2 separate regions of the Mus musculus genome follow, and region 2 is linked to region 1. Evidence: chromatin contacts called from public promoter capture Hi-C data. All regions are on one chromosome and are shown on one strand. The core of a region is the stretch at or near the end of the contact, and the rest is flanking DNA. Distances in the headings are between cores, read along the strand shown.

Evidence for each region. Promoter capture Hi-C pulls out the DNA fragments that hold promoters and counts their contacts.
Region 2: a contact with region 1 is called in a promoter capture Hi-C map of hippocampal neurons, with 2.2 times the contacts expected there. The contact joins the enhancer-like site here to the promoter of 1700099I09Rik in region 1. A contact is called at or near these places in 9 of 39 promoter capture datasets (the 3T3-L1 cell line, the HPC-7 cell line, HPC-7-derived erythroid cells and 5 more), 1 of 484 Hi-C or Micro-C datasets (cortical neurons), 2 of 115 datasets of contacts at active chromatin or transcription factors (embryonic stem cells and pancreatic cancer cells) and 3 of 9 other capture datasets (adipose tissue, embryonic stem cells and liver).

The regions. Positions count from the first base shown.
Region 1 is chr13:102,757,905-102,762,410 of GRCm38.p6, reverse strand. It overlaps 1700099I09Rik (RIKEN cDNA 1700099I09 gene), which reads right to left and starts at 2,156. Exons shown (of 2, transcript NR_130318.1): 1 at 2,115-2,156; 2 at 515-1,149. It overlaps Mast4 (microtubule associated serine/threonine kinase family member 4), which reads left to right. Exons shown (of 29, transcript NM_175171.3): 20 at 994-1,116; 21 at 1,339-1,451; 22 at 3,261-3,388; 23 at 3,674-3,909. Gm17160 (a long non-coding RNA gene) reads right to left here and starts at 98. Exons shown (of 3, transcript XR_003950702.1): 1 at 1-98.
Region 2 is chr13:102,943,864-102,948,369 of GRCm38.p6, reverse strand. The region is part of intron 4 of Mast4 (microtubule associated serine/threonine kinase family member 4); the gene reads left to right. The region is part of intron 3 of Gm30106 (a long non-coding RNA gene); the gene reads right to left. Among named protein-coding and RNA genes, the nearest start is that of Gm30106, 38 kb to the right of the region's middle. Within about 2 kb of position 2,174, at least 43 of the 459 cell types and tissues checked have an H3K27ac peak or open chromatin away from gene starts, as enhancers often do. A contact at or near this core is called in cortical neurons and hippocampal neurons, where this site is marked.

The DNA.
Region 1 (4,506 bases), core at 907-3,406:
CCATCCCCATCCCCTTCCCTCTCCCATCCTGTCCCTTGTGCACTCACAGAGGACAGGTTGGGAGGCGTGGATGACAGTCACAGAGAGAAGCAGCTACATCACCCCACCCCACCCCACCCCAAAGAAAGCTTGACCAGCAGGCAGATTAGACCTCTGCGATGGTCTTCTGAGAAATCTTTCTTCCTGATGCTTTTTCAGTCCCTGGTCTTTTGGAGTGCTGGGATAGGGCGGGGCCTGCTCTTACCAAGTCACTTCCCTCTCTCTCCATGGGATGTTGTGAATACATTTTCAGTGAGCCTTGCCCTTTAACTGTTTAAAGTCATTAAATAAATTTAAAAACCTCTCACCAAACTGCACTACCACAATTATCTGGCAAACAGAAGCCTCAGCTTTAGCCCCTGTGGCTGATTTATGTTAGACGAATTATAAATCTGTCTAACCAATTTGCCGTTTCCTTACTTAAGGATCTAAAGCACTGACTCTAATTCTTCCCTGTGTTAATGAGCAATCTGATAAAACTGAATGGAAAACTTTATATAATATTTAGGAAAAATCCATCATTATTAACCTTCCCTCCAGAAGAAATCTTGCTGTAAGCACATTTTGCACCTTGTTAGGATCTTCAGGGTTTGTAATGAGCAAGTCTGTTTTTGGGCCAACGTGCGTCCATGTCCCCAGGTTCAGTATAATGTGATTTTAAGTGGCCCTGTCATTAACCTTTGAAAAATGGAAGAAGTCGTAGAAAAATTAACTGAGAAAAATCTGTGCTATAGCAACCGCTGTTAGCAAAATCTGATTTCCTGCTGATAAAGTCTAGAAATTTTTTTTTTCAAGTTTTGGTTGTAGAAGGTGGGGGCGGGGGGGGGGGAGGTAGTGTGGACTCCACCACTTCTTCATTTCTCTGCTAACAAATATCGTGAACTGTTTGTAAGCGTGGTGCTTCCTGTACAGAGGGTGGTTCAGCCTCTCAGCCTCGCTCCTCTCCCCGTCCAGGTGGAGCCTATGAAGTGAAGCAGCATCGTTTCTTCCGCTCCTTAGACTGGAACAGTTTGCTGAGACAGAAGGCGGAATTTATTCCCCAACTGGAATCGGAGGATGACACAAGTTATTTTGATAGTACGTGCATTATCTGACATCCTTTGGCCTTTCCTAGATTTAAAAAAAGAAAAACAAAAACAAAACCATAGTTCATCTCCAACTTCACACTTTCCAACTTCGTACCTACAAATTCTAGAAAGCTCCCTGTTGTTCTGCTCCAGGTCCTCAGAGGGTAGTTGTCACTGTTAAATACAGAAGCTCTCTGAGTAACCCAGACTGTTCCCAACCCTTCCTCCGCAGCTCGGTCAGAGAAGTATCATCACATGGAGACGGAGGAGGAGGACGATACAAACGATGAGGACTTCACCGTGGAGATAAGGCAGTTTTCTTCCTGTTCACACAGGTTTTCAAAAGTAAGTGGGACGGGGCATCAGCATGCAAAACCTTGGTATCCACCTCAGTTGGACTAGACTGTAAAAGCACCTGCGCTTTGTGGGGTGTGAGTTCTCCAGCACTCAAAACTCCCAGTTAGTTGGGGAAATGGTCTCATATACTTAATAAGCAGCCGTTTTCCACCCTAAAGACATGGCTCCAACTTTGGGAGTTGATTGTTGCTTTGAGGCAAAGATGCCAACGCTTTGTTGTCTTTCATGAGAGTTGTCATGTGGTGAACTTGCCTACCTGCCCCCTAAGGTCTAGCTGAGAGCTAGTCTGTGGAGGCTTTTGTCAATGAGGAAGGGCATAGGCGTCACTGTGTGCAGAGATCCCCCTTATTGTGACACAGTATAACACAGGAATGATACTCAGTTCTTTGCATGAGCCAGGGTTCTTGGGGGACACTTGACTTTGAGATAAGCAAATATTTTGATCGGTAATAGAGATTATAACTGATATCGAAAAGGCAGTGGGAAGACAACGATAGAAGTTTAGAAATGGTAGAAGAAAATAAGATTGATTGAGAGAGATCCCTTTTTATAAACTCAGGTAAGATTTTAAAACAGACAAACAAACAACCTGATTTTTTTGGTAGGTTGGGAACCCAGGGATAATGGAAATAAACCCAGAGGGCACCCTACCTCCTTTCTGCTAGTCTCAGTTGCTACATCTTTGTGGTTGCCATGGCATTTTGCATGATTCTTCCTTAGGAATTCTATAACAATTGGTGATTTTAAAGCACTCTGTATGTTTTCCTGAATGATTACCCAAAATGCATCTGCAGATCAGCCAGTGCTGCCCCTGTCTGTTTATAGGACCAACATGGGGGCAGGGATTTCCCTGGAGACTTACAGCATGTGTGTCCTGAAGCAAGTTTAACTGACATCGGATGGGTCCTCAGAACACAACCCATCCTTTGCTCTCTCTCAGAACTCCTCCTACACAGTTTGCTTCTTTACTTTGGAAAGCGTTTTATTTTCCCCGGCCTCCTGTTCTTTAGCCTCATCTTCTTCTAACTCTAGAGAGACTGTGGCGATTCAGAAGTGGGCTAAAAAGAGGCCTCTTTGCCTAAGCTATAGTCTCCTGCAACTGCAACTGCAGCTGCAGCTGCCTGATTTGTAAGCCAAAGGTATCTGGTTAGCTCCCTCTTCCCCAGAACCCGCCCCACTCTAAGTTCTGAAACACACCATCCCTTCCTCTACCCGCACGCAACCTCAACTCCTGACTGGCGGCCATTAAACACCTTTTCTTTTCTGTATCATTTTCTCTATCTGGTTACTTTTTGAGCCCCGAGCCAGTCTGAGATGTACATTGCTCCGAAACCATGAAACCTGAGTGCATCTACGATTCTTCTTTGTAGATACAGAGTCCTTGAGGTTTGGTGAAAGGAGAGGGTCAGTCCAGCCCCCCCACTCGAAAAGAATGTGTCTTCATACCTTAACCCTTCTCTCTTGTGGCGTGCACACAACCTTGTTAGCATTTTCCACAACATGGCCCTAGTTTCCAATTTTTTTTGTTCGGTTTGGTTTTTTAGAGACAGGGTTTCTCTGTGTAGCTCTGGCTGTCCTGAAACTCACTCTGTAGACCAAGCTGGTTTAGAACTCAGAGATCTGCCGCTCTTTGCCTCCCAAGTTCTGAGATGAAAGGTGTGCACCACCATGTGTGGGTCTGCCAGTTCCTGATTTTACTTCAATATTCGGGGTTTTGGTTTTTTAATTTTTTTCCCTAAGACTTCTGACAAGCTCTTTTTAGATGTAGTTCATAAACAATGGTTATTCGCCCCGCAGGTTTTCAGCAGTATAGATCGCATAACTCAAAATTCAGGAGAAGACAAAGATGACTCTGAGGACAAGACCAAAAGCACAACGTTGCCATCCACAGAGACACTCAGCTGGAGTTCCGAATACTCTGAAATGTACGTGAGAAGCTCCCCAGGGCCCTCGTAAACAGTGTGTGCTGGGGCAGTGCATCTGAGACCCACGCCCAGAGTTTCCACTCCAGTAGATCTCAGATTGCCCCAACAGCATAGATGTCCTTCCATGCCCCCTGCTTGTGCTGACACTGGGTACCATATCATAAGAACAATTGCTCCAGACATCCATTGGTTAGGATTATCCAGCTTCCCTTTTAGCCTGGTTTCCTCAACCCTTAATGGTTTCCTGGAGGTGGAGGTGTGACTTGCTCTTGTTTTTTAATTAAGGCAACAGTTATCGACCTCCAACTCTTCAGATACTGAAAGCAACAGGTGCAAACTCAGCTCTGGCTTGCTCCCCAAGCTGGCTATTTCGACAGATGGGGAACAAGATGAGGCTGTCCCTTGCTCTGGAGACCCCAGAGAGGAGCCAGAGAAACCTGTCCCTCCCTCTGAGGAGTGTACTCAGGAGGAGCCCGAGGTCACCACCCCAGCCAGCACCATCAGCAGTTCCACACTGTCAGGTAAGTGTGGCTTTACTTGTTCTGCTCGGGCACCATACTGTCAAGTGGCTCTACAGACTCCAAGAGTCCCAGGCTTTACCCGACAGCTGTTGCTAGACTTCTTCTGTGGTCCCACTTCTTTAGGGAAAAACTCCTAAGAACTCGGGTTAGCTGTCTCAGCTACATCCTCAGTGCTGAGCCTTACAGCAGACTGGCCTGGCTTCAGTTGGACCTTGGGGTCCCTTCACACTGCCCGCTTCAGTCGCGTCCTCTGGTGTCAGGCAGAACCTGCCAAAGGAGAATGTCCTTGGCTGCTGTTGCAAAGAGACAGCTTGTAGAATTGCATCCAGCTTAGAATGAGGTACAGTGCCACATGGACCAACCATCGTATTTATCCTTGAAAAGGGCTTTAGTCATCTACATGATGAGCTGTGGGCTCTCCCTCCAGCCCTGAGCTGCATGGTAGCATCGCTGAAGGGGTTAGCTCCTGTTATCAGGTCATGTTATACCAGACACACCTTGTTGTACGGTTCCTTGCCACTAACCTCTAGCAGAGTCCTTATAAAGTGAGGTTCACAGGACATGTGTGAGGAGAGCCAGAAGTCCCACCATGCCTCT
Region 2 (4,506 bases), core at 925-3,424, 190 kb before region 1:
ATGCAGGAGAGGCTCCAAAACGGGGATCAGCTGAGTGAGTGCCTGGGAGTATTGCCGAGGACTTGAGTCTGGTCTGATTTTTATATTTATATATTGTATGACATAGCATGTTCTGTATTAGGTGTGTCTGAGAGTGGTCTTGACCGCTTGAAACAGAGAACTGGAATTGTGGTTCTTCCACAAATTGTTAAGTTTCAGCTGTCCACACATAAACCCTGACCAGGGAAGAGCAGCCATCAACACTTGACTGATGAAGACTATGCTAGAGACTGTGCCTGACGAATGTGAGGGGCGTGAAACATGGTCTAGAAATCAAGGCCTGCTGCACTGAAGAAGAGAGTTAGAGTAGACACTCTGGAGGGAGAGACTGGTCTGCCTAACTTTTTACCGTCTTTCAAGTACCCAGGACAGCACCTCGGATGTCCTGTCAGTCCAAATCTTACAATGGCTCCACCTAAGGGGATACTGACTTTTCCATGGGGCACAATTGGATATGTTCAATAGAAGCCAGGCTTCAAGTTTTGAATGTTGTATTGTTCCAAGAATGTCATTTACAAGCTAGTTGTGTGTGATCTTGTCTTTTTGTGCTGAGTTTTTTGGCCAGCACTGAGCTTTTTGGCCGGCAGCACTGAGCTTAGTTCCTAGCCAACCCTGTGATCAAGAAGGAGCAAAGCCAAACATGTCGTTACTAGACCCTGGTGATAAATGGTTCTGGACAATAAAATATGGTTTTATTGGGACAGAGCCTCATTGTAAGTTGAGGGGCACCAGTACTAAATACTAAGTAAAGTTCTTGTTGCTGAATGGGTTTTGAAAAAGTGGAGGTGGGCCAGTGGGTAAAAGTATTTGTCATCCAAGTGTGGGAATCTGAGTTTGGATGCTCAAAACCCACAGACCAGTTCTTATTGGCCATGTTGTTCACATGTCTATAATCCCAACATCTTTATAAGGGTATGGGAAAACCAGCCAGATCATATGGTGAGAGAAGCAGAGAAGCAACATAGAGACCCTGTCTCAAACAAAGTGGAAGGCAAGGACTGACACCTGAGGTTGTCCCTGTCCTCTCCGAATGCACCATAGCACAAGTACACCCATATTTGAGCATGTGCACGCACACATGTGCACACATAATTGCACACATAGAGATTTAAAAAGAGAGCGAGAGCTGGGTTTGGATGGATCCGGAGCTATGTGTAAGGAACTTCAGTGAGTCTGTGTTTGCCCTGGCAGTGTTTTGTCTCTGAGTAGGTTGCTGCTGCCCTTGGTCTGTGGGCTCCTTTTCTCCAGCCCATTGCATTACTTCATTTCATTCATTCACGTTAGCTGACTGGACCTGGAGGCATCTGAGATTTTTGACTGGAAAGACTAGGAAAGTTCCTGAGTCTTGGCCAGTGTCCTAAGCCTCAAGTGCTGTGACCTTGAGGCCATTGTGAACTACCTGGACCCTGAATGTATAGCCTCCATCTACAAATTGCCAACTTCAGTGGGAACTTAGGAACAGAAGCTTCTCAGCATTGAGTGTGCCTTGTGCCAGCAAGAACACGACGCATATTGTTTCTGGGAGTGGTGAGCAACAAAGGCAGACAGTGCCCTAGCAGGGAGGGCATAAGAACAGTGTCAGCCAACGCAGTCCAGCAGTCCGTCGGAGAGCTGGAATATTTGTCTTGCTGCTGGAAATGTTGCTGGGCATCCACGGCTTCTCTTCACCTCACTTGTTGCCATGGTGAGAGGCAGACACAGTGTTTACCAAGCGTGCGGCAATGTGTTCTAATTCCGTGTCTCCTTCTCACCGGGAACATCACTGTGTCCCCTTCTCACTAGAATGTCACCCGACTGCAGAACCATTGTGTCCTTTTAGTTCCATTTGCTGTTTGGATAAATGCAGCCACTCCTCTTTGTATCCCTCCCCCTCCCCTTTTGCTTTGGAGAGAACACTGCAAAAAGAGAAAAAAAAATCTGAACAAGCTCACAGCAGATGGTAGTTTCTCTGTACTCTATGATACAAGTTCCTGTGCTTTTGTGAATGCGACGGTTTAATGAATTGCTTTATATGTTCCCGAGATTTATTTCTGAATTATTCTGTAGTACTAAATCAATGTAGGGTGGTCACTCTGTGGAGGATGGATGGCTGTGCCACACAGTGATGATCCTAGTGGTAACACACTGTGCTGACCTTGTGAGCATGGCTGAGGCAGAGATGGGAAGGTTGGCAGCCTCAGATGTTACGGAAGAGGTGGCAGGGGCAGTGTGGACAAGCCTGTTAGCACTTCTGCTGACCCACCCTTCCCATGTTTCTGCAAGTGTGGCTACTGGGAAGACTGCTGTTGTAAGACTGCAAAGGAGGACCAGGCTGTTTTCTCTGGTTCCCTGGGAGGGATGATGCAGGGTAGAAGATTTCACATGTCATGTCAATGGGTAAGGATACATGAGACAACCCTGGTTTCCTTTTGTTTGACTGGAAGATCATAGTGCTCTTGAGACAAGTTCTTGCTATAGAGTCCAGGCTGTCCTTGACCTTGAAGTCTTACGTTTCAGGGTCCTAAGTGATGGAATTACAGATGTGTGCCTCCACACCTAGCTTAACTATATATGTATATATGTACATATTTATATATTATGTATTAATGGACATCATAACCTCATAAGCTTATCTGCTATGCAGTCACTCAATCCAATTAGGGGGCAAAGTCTTAGGAGGCCAGATAGCAAGCAAGGCTTTTGAGGAGAGTGGAGGCTGGGGAATATGTCAGTCCTTGCAGAGCCTGTGTATACATGCACCACTGTAGGGATGGTCCTGACCCTGGGAACAAACGATCTGGTCAATTTGTCCCCGCGATTACATTTTCCCTTCACTTGTTCACATTTGCATACTCACTTTTCCGTTCACTCTACTGACGACGGGGTTTCAACTCCCAGATCAGTAATCTAGGTGTTTGTATGCAAAGTGGCTTAATTTCTGGCAATCGTAGAGAGAGCTCACCCTGTGCCTGGTGCTACTCCTGATGTTTCACACATATAGACATGTTGTCTGTGGGGATGGGAACTGAATTTGTTGACTGTTGAGGCACTGGAGGCCTAGGGAGAATTTGTTTGTGGGGGCAGCATTTTCCTCTTTGCCCTGGTCCAAATCGCGTTGGACTTTGCAGTGGTCTGATTATCGCGGTCCTCATGCACTTTGACACCCTCCTAATTAGAACTCCAGATTATTCCTATTTCCCAGTGTATTGACTATGTTCTACTGTGGCCCTCGCTTCAGCCCTGGGCTGGAGAGCCTCATTGCTCTTCTATAGCACGCGTCTGTTCTGTCACCCTTTCTCCCGGCATCCACTTACAGTCACCGTAATTACGTTTCTAGAATATAATATTCCATTTAGAGAGGGGAATTTTGTCATTAGGGGGAAAAACTTCTGCTTGGTCCTGCATGCATTATTCCATCTTCTGCCCACTTTGCCCTTTTAAGATTATTTTAGAGAGTCTAGATGTTGTAACGTGGCTCAAATTAGGTTCAGTTAGCAGCCAGGCTGTGGGTCCTAGGGGCTCCAGGATCTATGCTGTTTCAAGCTGAGCAGGATCAGCCAGCTTCCTTAGCTGGAATGGCCTGCTGCCTGGGGTGATGATGTTCTCAGCACTGCTGTGACCTTTGGAGGATCCTGTGAGCCCTATTAGGAGAGCGTTCTCCTCCTCGTGACTGAAGAAGTAGTGCCATTCCATTTGCCAGGGGCCAGGACCTTTCCTTGTACCGTGCACTCTTCACCCTCCCTTTGGCCCTAGCAGCTCTGAGTGCCCATTGTTGAGCTCTTTTGTGGCCCAAATATTCTGACTACTCCACTGAACTCACTCTTTGAATGTTGGCTTCATGTTGAAATTACTGTATGGTGCCTTCACCAGTACCTCTTACTAATTATTCTTGTGATAAATGAAAATAAAAGAGAGAGAAAAAGAAAAAAATCTACTTTGTCAAATGTGTGTATATGTCTATCCAGGTGAGATAGTGTGTGTGTGTGTGTACACATCTATGTGCCTGTGTGTGTTGGACTCAAAGCTATGTCCCATGTGTTCGATTTTGTGACTAGGAAAAACAGCATTCAACATCATTATAAAAAAAACCTGTTTCCTACATTTAAAAATCTGTGGATACAGCCATTAACACCCACCATGTTGGTGAGAGAATGAAGTTGTGATATTCTTTGAAAGCACAGAACGCTGATACAGTCAAGCACAGAGGTGTCTCAGCTCGAGAAGTCATACAAATGCAAAACCGAAGGGGGAAGAAAAACTCCTCACATTTCCCCAGCAGTAGCGTGGATAATAATACCTCTTGGGGGTGTTGTGAGAATTCATTAGGGAACACGTGTGAACTATTCCAAGATGAGTGCTCTGTCTTATTATTCTCAGCTTTGCATTGTTCTTGGAAACCGAGCGTTCAGAATGAGCTACAAAGTCCAATCTGCTGCTGAAGACGCTACATATTCTAGTTTCATGTAGCGGAGAATGAAAGTTTTGATG